2 separate regions of the Mus musculus genome follow, and region 2 is linked to region 1. The links are chromatin contacts, called in public Hi-C maps. All regions are on one chromosome and are shown on one strand. Each heading gives the region's core, a stretch centred on a gene start, on an enhancer-like site or on the middle of the called end of the contact. The rest is flanking DNA. Distances are from core to core; before and after follow the strand shown.

Region 1 (4,142 bases), core at 701-3,200:
TAATTTTTCAAAGCCTACTTTTAATGATGGCTCTTAAACGTTTTAATCTCCCTTTTAGCCCACCACCCACCAGAGGTCGTGGAAAAGAAAGGATATGAGGGAGGTAGGTCTGCTTAGGAATGGTTCTTTGGAGCAAATCCCATCTGCACTGCCAGGAAATCAGTTCAGTTCAAGGATACACAGTGGCAGCTTGATCCACTCGCAGACACTTCATGAATATGCCTGCAGTTCAGTTCAGTAGTGTCAGGGTAGCAGCAGCAGTGGCGCTACCTAGCAGAGACAGCCAGGCCTCAGCCAAGTCAGCACCAGTCAGCAGGAGGGACCAAGAGCGACACCAGGAGAACGTCTCTGCTGTGTCTCTCTCAGCAAAGGGAGACCAAGAAGCTATACAAGCAACCCAAGCTTCACCCCCTTCACTGTCGGTCCAGTCTCCCTCCAAACTTCACGTGTACTTCACCGGTCTTGCCTCAGCACATGCGCCTGTCTGAGCTGACATCACTCTGCCAATCCAATCAGCTCGAGTCTGTGGAAGCAGCAAGAAGCCTCAGCACACCACCAGAAGTTTGTGTGTGTGTGTGTGTGTGTGTGTGTGTGTGTGTGTGTGTGTGTGTGTGTGTGTTTCTCTATGAAGTCCTGACAAATGGAACTCAACAGTGCATATGAGGCAGATGGATACATTTGTGTGGTTAGCGAAGAATCCTTTATCACGTGTCCTTTCTCGTGCTTGCTTTAGCAGAACATATTCTCACCTGTGTCTACTTCAGTAAAATGTTCTTTCAGAAGTCTGCCTTAGCCTTTCACCTGTGTCTATTTCACTAAAATGTTCCTTCACATGTCTGCTTTAGCAAAACGTGCTTTCAGTTGTGTCCACTTCAGGAAAACACTCCTGCATGTGTTTGCTCCAGCAAAACACCGTCCAACAACTTTCCAAAGAACTCTGACGTTTGCACTTCAGAGAGCATCAAGGACAGTCAGAACGACCAACAGCAGCAAATTCATTCCATATGAAAACAAAACAGTAGACTAAAAGTCCTAAATATAATGCAAACACTTAAAGAGAAACAGAGCCTTCTGGAGTGAGTGGCCAATCAATTAAAACGAGAATGGGAGAGTTGAATAGAACTGATTAATCTGAAAGCTGTAGTCAACAGAACAAAACAAAACAATGTTTATATATTAAATTGCATTATGACACTGAGGAATTCAGTCAAACAGAAAAATCTTTGCAAAAATCATTTTTTAAAAGTAGCTAGGAGGATGGAGAGATGGCTGAGCGCTTAAGAGCTCTGACTGCTCCTCCTGAGGAAGTTCAGTTCCCAGCACCCACAGTGGGCAGCTCAGTACTGCCTGTAACTCAGCTCCAAGGGATCGGGTGCCTTCTGCTGGTCTCTGCAGGGATCTGCGAGAGCACACGCACACACACACATACACCACACATACACACACACACTCACACATATACACACACACTCACATACTCACACATACACACATATTCACATACTCACACATACACACACACTCACACACACACACATACACAAGTTTATTACTAGATTAAAAAGAGAGGGAAAAGAAAGGCACAGGTGTATGCCATATAAAAATTACCGTGGTCCATGTGATGAATGAGTTATGCTAAAGGAAGCTGTGACCAAGCAGGACAACCTGATTTCAATCTCTGGGACCCTGGGGGTAGATGGAAAGAACCTACAAGTTGGCCGTGGTTGTCTACAGGAACGTGATGGCATATGTGTGCATTAAATACACACATACATACATACATACATACACATATACATATATACATACATACATACATACATACATACATACATACATACATACATAAGGAAAGTGACAGCTTGAGCTTTGAAAGTCTTAATACATCGGGACACCTGTGGTAAGTAGGTCACTGGTCATTTCCCAGAGAGCTTTGGCACTGCTCCATCCTGGCCAGAAATGAGGCAGCAGGTGGAAGTCTCCTGAACAGGACTACAGAGAGCATGCTGCTTGCACCTCTGGAAAGCAAGCCTTTGCCAGGGAGTGTTGCTCCGTGTGTCAGAGCTATGAGGGGACATATTTCATCATCATCCCAACCCTGGGTGGCAGTAGCCACAGAGGTGAGGGGACAAAGCCAGAGGAGCCCTGTGAGTGTCCTATGTACCTTCCCACGCCAACCCCTGCTTGATGGCTCCCTTTCTGCTACAAGGGTCACATTTATTAAAAACAAACAAACAAAACCAAGCTATGTGCTAACTACAGACTATTTGACCTGTTTATGAATCATTGCTTAGCAGTATCTTGACAGACTCACTTTGTGCCCCATTGATCTGGTACCTCCAGGAAAGGATAAACTAGTAGAACGTCAAACTCCCATGTTCCTGAGGGGTTAATAGGATGGAAATATGGCCTCCTAGATTGAATAAGGAGCTTGCTTATTGCCCATCATCACAACGCACCTCTTTTGGGGTCTCCTGTGCCATGAAGATTAAGCATAAAAACCTAGAAATCTGATAGCAAAGAGAACCCCTGCTAATAGCTCTAAGCACCCCCCAAAAAACATTAAAATACAGACTTATTTTGCAGTATGTTATGTTATGTGACTTAAGCTAAGTCATCAACTTTTGTGAATTTTAATGTCCACAGTAATGTTTGCCTCCATCCTCCATTCCTGTAACAGGAATTTATTGTAAGCAACAAATAACAACTTCTTAATGAAATGGATGAATGTCTAAACCCCTCGGAGGGTCCTAGGATATGGTCTTAGCTGTATCAATAATCCAGCCTATGGGTAGGATTCTCTGCTCACCTCCCCCGTCTCTGCCTGCCCCCCTTCACTCTTTCTCTCCCCACTCCCTCTCTCTTTCTCTCCCCCTCTTTCCACCCGTCTAAACTAGACATTTTGTGAAGCAGTCTAATCAGGTGGTCCTGTGTCACTGAGCCTGACAGTGAGAACTTCTAGGGAGGAAGGGAGTGGCTCTGAGGAAAGGGAAGTGGCGGGCATTCTGGAGGGACATAAACATAACCACACACAGGGAAGGAAGATGAGGCCTCAGGATAAGGCTGGCAGTGCCACATGGGGTCTCTGCTGAGGATTTTCCAGTGATTTCCAAAACACAGGATGAGTGGCTCTAGCCAACAGTCTGGCTGGGAGACTAGAAAGGAGCAGAGGAATAAATTGAATTTCTGCAGAGCCGGTGCCTCCCGATGCTCACAGGAGGTTCACACAAGTCTCCCCCACCCCCCACCCCCAACCCCTCTCTCCCTTTCTTTTCTAAGAGATAGGTAAACTCATTACCTTCAGAAAATGATAATCCGCCCGGCAGAGCCCTGCTCCATGGCCCCACTCAAGAAAAACACAGACAATGAACATATAAACCTCAGTTACTGACAAAGTCACAGTGCCACTCTGCCCTGACTTTGGGACTCCCGCAGTTTTCATATGCTATTTTGCAGTGTCCTGGCGTTCACAAAATAAACCAGCCCTTTGCATTAGCAAGCATTCCAAGTGGCACTTTGGGGCCCAATGGGGGATTTGGAAGAACGCTTCCTGTGCCGGACAGACCTCTCTCTTCCTAGGTGAAATACCAGTTTCCTTTTCCTGGCTTCACTCCCCATTAGATGCCTGGAGCAATTTAGCAAAGGTATCCGCTGTGGGTAGGGAGAAAAGTGACCAGACTAAGGAGGTGTCTGTGTTCTGGGGTATCTGGGAGGCCCTACATCTGGTGTAGACTTGGCTTCCTCATGGTGCATCATGTTGAATGTGCACAGGCAGGGTGAGGACTCCCACTGCAGCCCCTCTCTTAGATCCTCCTAACAACAACAACATCCACATTTAAATAATTAACCCACCTCTGTTTTCCCTGGAAAATAATTTGTCCAGAAATATAGAGTGAGTTGAGCAGGAAGTGCATTTACTTCACAGTGGAAACCAGTAGGCGTGCTGATGAGATGAAGCAGGCTGCAGTCCAGGTCTAACTCCAGGTCGGACCTCGAGCTTTAGCTCAGCGAATTTGTGGTCCATGAAGATGTCCAGCCATCTTAACTAAAATTGGCACTATCCATGCACACGACTCCAGGGGAAGCCTGAAGTCCCTGCTCTGACTGCTTCTAAACTTAGCCTGGCCTTGGCTAGAAACACG
Region 2 (4,142 bases), core at 517-3,016, 72 kb before region 1:
GGGTGAGGCCTCGTGAACTCCTCCCCATCTATTTTGGGATGTTGACAGGTTTGATCATCTTCTGTAGGTCTTACATAGGGAACTGTAAACACTGTGAGTTTATGAGTGTAACGGCCACGCCATGTCCAGAAGACAGCATTTCATGGCTTTCCTCCCACCATTTGGCTCTTCCACTCTTCCTACCTCACATTCCACAATATTCTCTAAGTCCTGGGTAGGGGCTGGTATAGATATTCCGTTTAGAGCTGAGCACCAACAGTCGCTAATTCTCAGCACTTCTGTCTGGACTGCTGCCCAGCACAAAAAGACGCTTCTGCAACCGAGGTTGAAAGCAGCATTAATCTATAGGTATAAACATAAGTATTTAGCCTGGAGTTTGGTAGCGTATCCATGTAGCAAAACGACAATGGTAGGTCCTCTCTTGGGGCCTTTGATGTTATGAGTGGTAAGCTTTTACTCAGGTCTATAGTATAATGTATAAATCCCCTCCTGTGGAACAGGTCTCAGATCCATTAGAAAGCCTTTGGTGACCTCCATAAGTCACCCCACTATTGCACCCCTCGGCACATGTTGCCTGAATGTTTATATTATAGTATACAGGTCCACCATTGGGAATGTCCACTGAATACCTTTCTCTCCTGGGGGCCTCTATAGCACATTCTAATGCTAGGAAAGCCAGCTTGTACCAAGGAAGTTCCCAGTACAGTTCCAGTTTGATTTCTCTATGTCCTGCAGCCAACATGTGTTGTGTCCTCAGCAGTAGGGTCTTGCTGTGTCATTATGGTAGGCAGCCAGGAGCACTGGCCACAATCAGTGTTGTCAGAGGGCCCCCTGGGCCTCACTATCCAATACCTCATAGGGAAGTGCCCCATGCCTGGTACTGAGATTTTTTTCTTAATGACCTGTGTTATCTGGGGAAAGACTGTCCATCTATGCAAGGTACCTCAGTTCAAGCTTCTTCTAAAAAGAATCTTATTTTTAATAGCTTAGCAAGTAGTAGGCTTCCATAAATGTTTTCACAGAGTCTTAATTTTGGCCAACCCTGTCCTAGAGCTCTCTGCTCTCCCATTCCCCCTCTCCCACCTGACTTAAGCCTTCAGCTCCCAGCATGTCTTCCTTATTCTAAAAAGCAGGGTTTCTCCCTAGTCTCTCTCAGCATTCCTTTAGGATTGCGTATCTTAGCAACATCAGGGTCTTTCTGTCAGCCGCCATGTCTCCTCTGGAATTGCACTGCTTCCTCACAAGAGCCCATGTGAGCCCATGGTTCTGGCTGGCTCCTTCCAGGTGCCCTGCGGCCTGGGTCCTCTAGTCCTGCTCCTACTGGGAAGCTCCTTGGGGCTGGTTTCCGTCAGCAGTCTGAGGGTTTTCTGTAGATGCTGAACCAGTGTGTTTGCACAGGCTACAGATGAGCCAAGCCCGCCTGCTCTCAAAGTGATGATTGGACAGCTTTATAAACTTAGAATCTCCTCATTAGCAAACTCTGCGGCTTCGTTGTTACAAAACAAAGTTCTTAGATGTGGTGTGGTAGCACCATCCATCTTCCAGGGTTAGCCAGTCACCAGGCAGCCACAGTCCCGTTTTATAAGGCAAATCTTAGCTGGAGAAAAGGAAGGTCATTTGCTTCTGTGAGCAAAGTCTCTTCTCTCTGTGTTTGGCGTCCTCTCTTCTGCCCAGCCTCATGTTCACTTCGGCTCACACCCTGAGCTCTGCTTTTCTGCAGCCCCCTGCCTTCTCTTTCTCAGCCGAGGATGACGTCAGCAGTGTGTTCCCACTGCTCTAGCACCTGTAATGCCGGAGCTACTGATGAAAAGCCCCGTGTGCCACCGTTGGACACCGTAGCTGCTCCAGCCCTTCCTTCTGCTAGGCTCTTGCCTTGCCAAGCTGTCCTGTATGTCCTCACTTGGCCCCTCCTTCACCATAGCCTCCTGAGTCCTCTCTCCTATTCTACTTTCTAAGCCCTTGCTCCCCTGATGTCAGTAGATCAGTGGTAACCAAGGCACAATGGGCAAGGACATCAAACAACTTACTGCCCTCCCCAGCCCATTGCTTTCTTCTGATGTTGCCTGTGGACCAGCCACCATCTCTGCTTCTGTGCTCTTGGCTGATTCTTCTGAGTCTCCCCTACTAAGCCTTCACTCCAAATCCTGGGCAGCAAAGGTCCCCATTCCTGCACCCCACCCCACCCCTACCCCTTGTCCCAGAGCGTGTGTCCTAGTTGCAATGTGTGAGATTTAGAAAGGAGACATGTGAGACATGTAACATTGTAGCCACCTGAAGTTACCATGTGTGAGGTTTAGATGAGATGTAACATTGTAGCCACCTGACTGTAAGCCTCTCCATGCCAAAACTACCTGTCATCTGAACCTGCAGTTTCAGTTCCTGGCCTTCATGTACAGTGTATTGAAGTAGAGACCATTTGAAGGGTACAACATTCATCATGGTGATGTGTATCGATCACTCTGTATATCTGTTGTAAATAAACTAATTTGTGCAAACCCAGAGGACATGGAAGAACAATTTTAAATCAAGTAGACAAAAGAAAACAAAACAAAACAAAACAAAACCCCAAACCATGAGCACTTTCAGCAAGTCATAATGATGTTGCCTGAAATGCTGCATATGGTCCCGGAGATCGAAGCCAAAGGCTGAGGGTTAGAGAGATGGCTCAGCCATTGATAATGCTTGCTGCCCTTGCAGAGGACCCAGGTTCTGTCCTGAGCACCTAGGTGGAGCGGGGCTCACAGCACCTGTGAGTCAAGCTTCATGGGATCAGAGTCCCTCTTCTGGCCTCCTCTGGAATGCCTCCCCCAACACATAAATAAAAGCCTATCTTTAAAAAACAGATCAAAGAGCCATGCAGTGGTGGCGCACACCTTTAATCTCAGCACTTGGGAGGCAGAGGCAGGCAGATTTCTGAGTTCCAGGTCAGCCTGGGCTATACAGAGAAACCCTGTCTCAGGAAAAAAAAAAAAAAAAAAAAAAAAAAAAAAAAAAAAAAAAAAAACCCAAACCAAACCAAACCAAAACAAAACAAAAAACAACCCTAAACAGATCAAAGGCTGAGGCCCTCCAAACCTGGTAGTCTCCAGACTTGATTATACATGAGAGTCACAAGGAATCTGATGTCACTAGAGCACCTGTCTGTCCCTCTATTGCCAAGGTGACCTGGGCCTATGTTCTTAGGAGATCTTGCAGGCAATTTGCACACACATCCACTGCTCTAAGATCTTGAGGAGGGGAAGAGCTGAAGGAACAAATACAGTCTTCCTGAGGGGAAGCCAAAGCGCTCGGCAACCCGGAAGTACCTCCCTGGGATGTGGAAGTGTGTGTGTGTGTGTGTGTGTGTGTGTGTGTGTATGTGTGTGTGTGTGTGTGTGTGTGTCTGTCTGTCTGTCTGTCTGTCGTCTGTCTGTGTAGAGTGTGCATGTGAATATCTGTGCATAGTATATGTCTATATGTCCTCCTGTGCAGTGTGTGTGTGTGCATGTGTGTGTATCTGTCTGTCTGTCTGCCTACCTGCCTGTGTAGAGTGTGCATGTGAATGTCCACATAGTATATGTCTATATGTCCTCCTGTACAGAGTGTGTGTGCATGCATGCCTGTGTGCCTGTCTGCCTGTGTAGAGTGTGTATACTCTATGCCTATATGTTCTCCTGTGCAGAGAGAGAGTGTGTGTGTGAATGTCTGTCTATGCAATTTCAGTAGAGTGGAGAGAAAGATGCTGCAGCCTAGCAGAGTAAACCAAAGCCTGTGACATACAAAGACAAGCAGATACATAACATTCCAGCTCCTGTTTGTGACGAGTAACGGAAGCCTTCACATAGAGAGCTTTCTCAGTGCCCTGCCAACCCATGTTCTTGCACTGAGAAAGAGGTTTTTATATTAGCTTACTTCAAAAAAGAAACCCTTATACATTCCAGTTTATGAACACTTACTAACACTAAGTTTTTACTTTCAATGTCATCTGGAATGTTAAATGGATAGTATAATGGTAATGGCTAGGGCCATATAATTTGGACATACAAAGAGTATAACCCAAAAAGAAAATAATTAAAAAGAAGCAAAAAGTAAGATCTTACAAGTTTCCTTAGGTGACACCACAGTACCCCTGGCACTGGGGACCCTGAGATGAGAAGAGAGAA

The links. Hi-C and Micro-C count contacts between places; a contact is called where the count stands out from the background.
Region 2: a contact with region 1 is called in a Hi-C map of cerebellum, with 2.7 times the contacts expected there. The contact joins two enhancer-like sites. A contact is called at or near these places in 1 of 15 datasets of contacts at CTCF or cohesin (the NIH/3T3 cell line), 7 of 484 Hi-C or Micro-C datasets (cerebellar granule neurons, cerebellum, cerebral cortex and 3 more) and 1 of 9 other capture datasets (embryonic stem cells).

The regions. Positions count from the first base shown.
Region 1 is chr1:178,990,544-178,994,685 of GRCm38.p6, reverse strand. The region is part of intron 10 of Smyd3 (SET and MYND domain containing 3); the gene reads left to right. Among named protein-coding and RNA genes, the nearest start is that of Gm46249, 220 kb to the right of the region's middle. Within about 2 kb of position 1,950, at least 20 of the 459 cell types and tissues checked have an H3K27ac peak or open chromatin away from gene starts, as enhancers often do. A contact at or near this core is called in cerebellar granule neurons and cerebellum, where this site is marked.
Region 2 is chr1:179,062,440-179,066,581 of GRCm38.p6, reverse strand. All of the region lies in intron 8 of Smyd3 (SET and MYND domain containing 3), which reads left to right. Among named protein-coding and RNA genes, the nearest start is that of Gm31349, 260 kb to the left of the region's middle. Within about 2 kb of position 1,766, at least 14 of the 459 cell types and tissues checked have an H3K27ac peak or open chromatin away from gene starts, as enhancers often do. A contact at or near this core is called in cerebellar granule neurons and cerebellum, where this site is marked.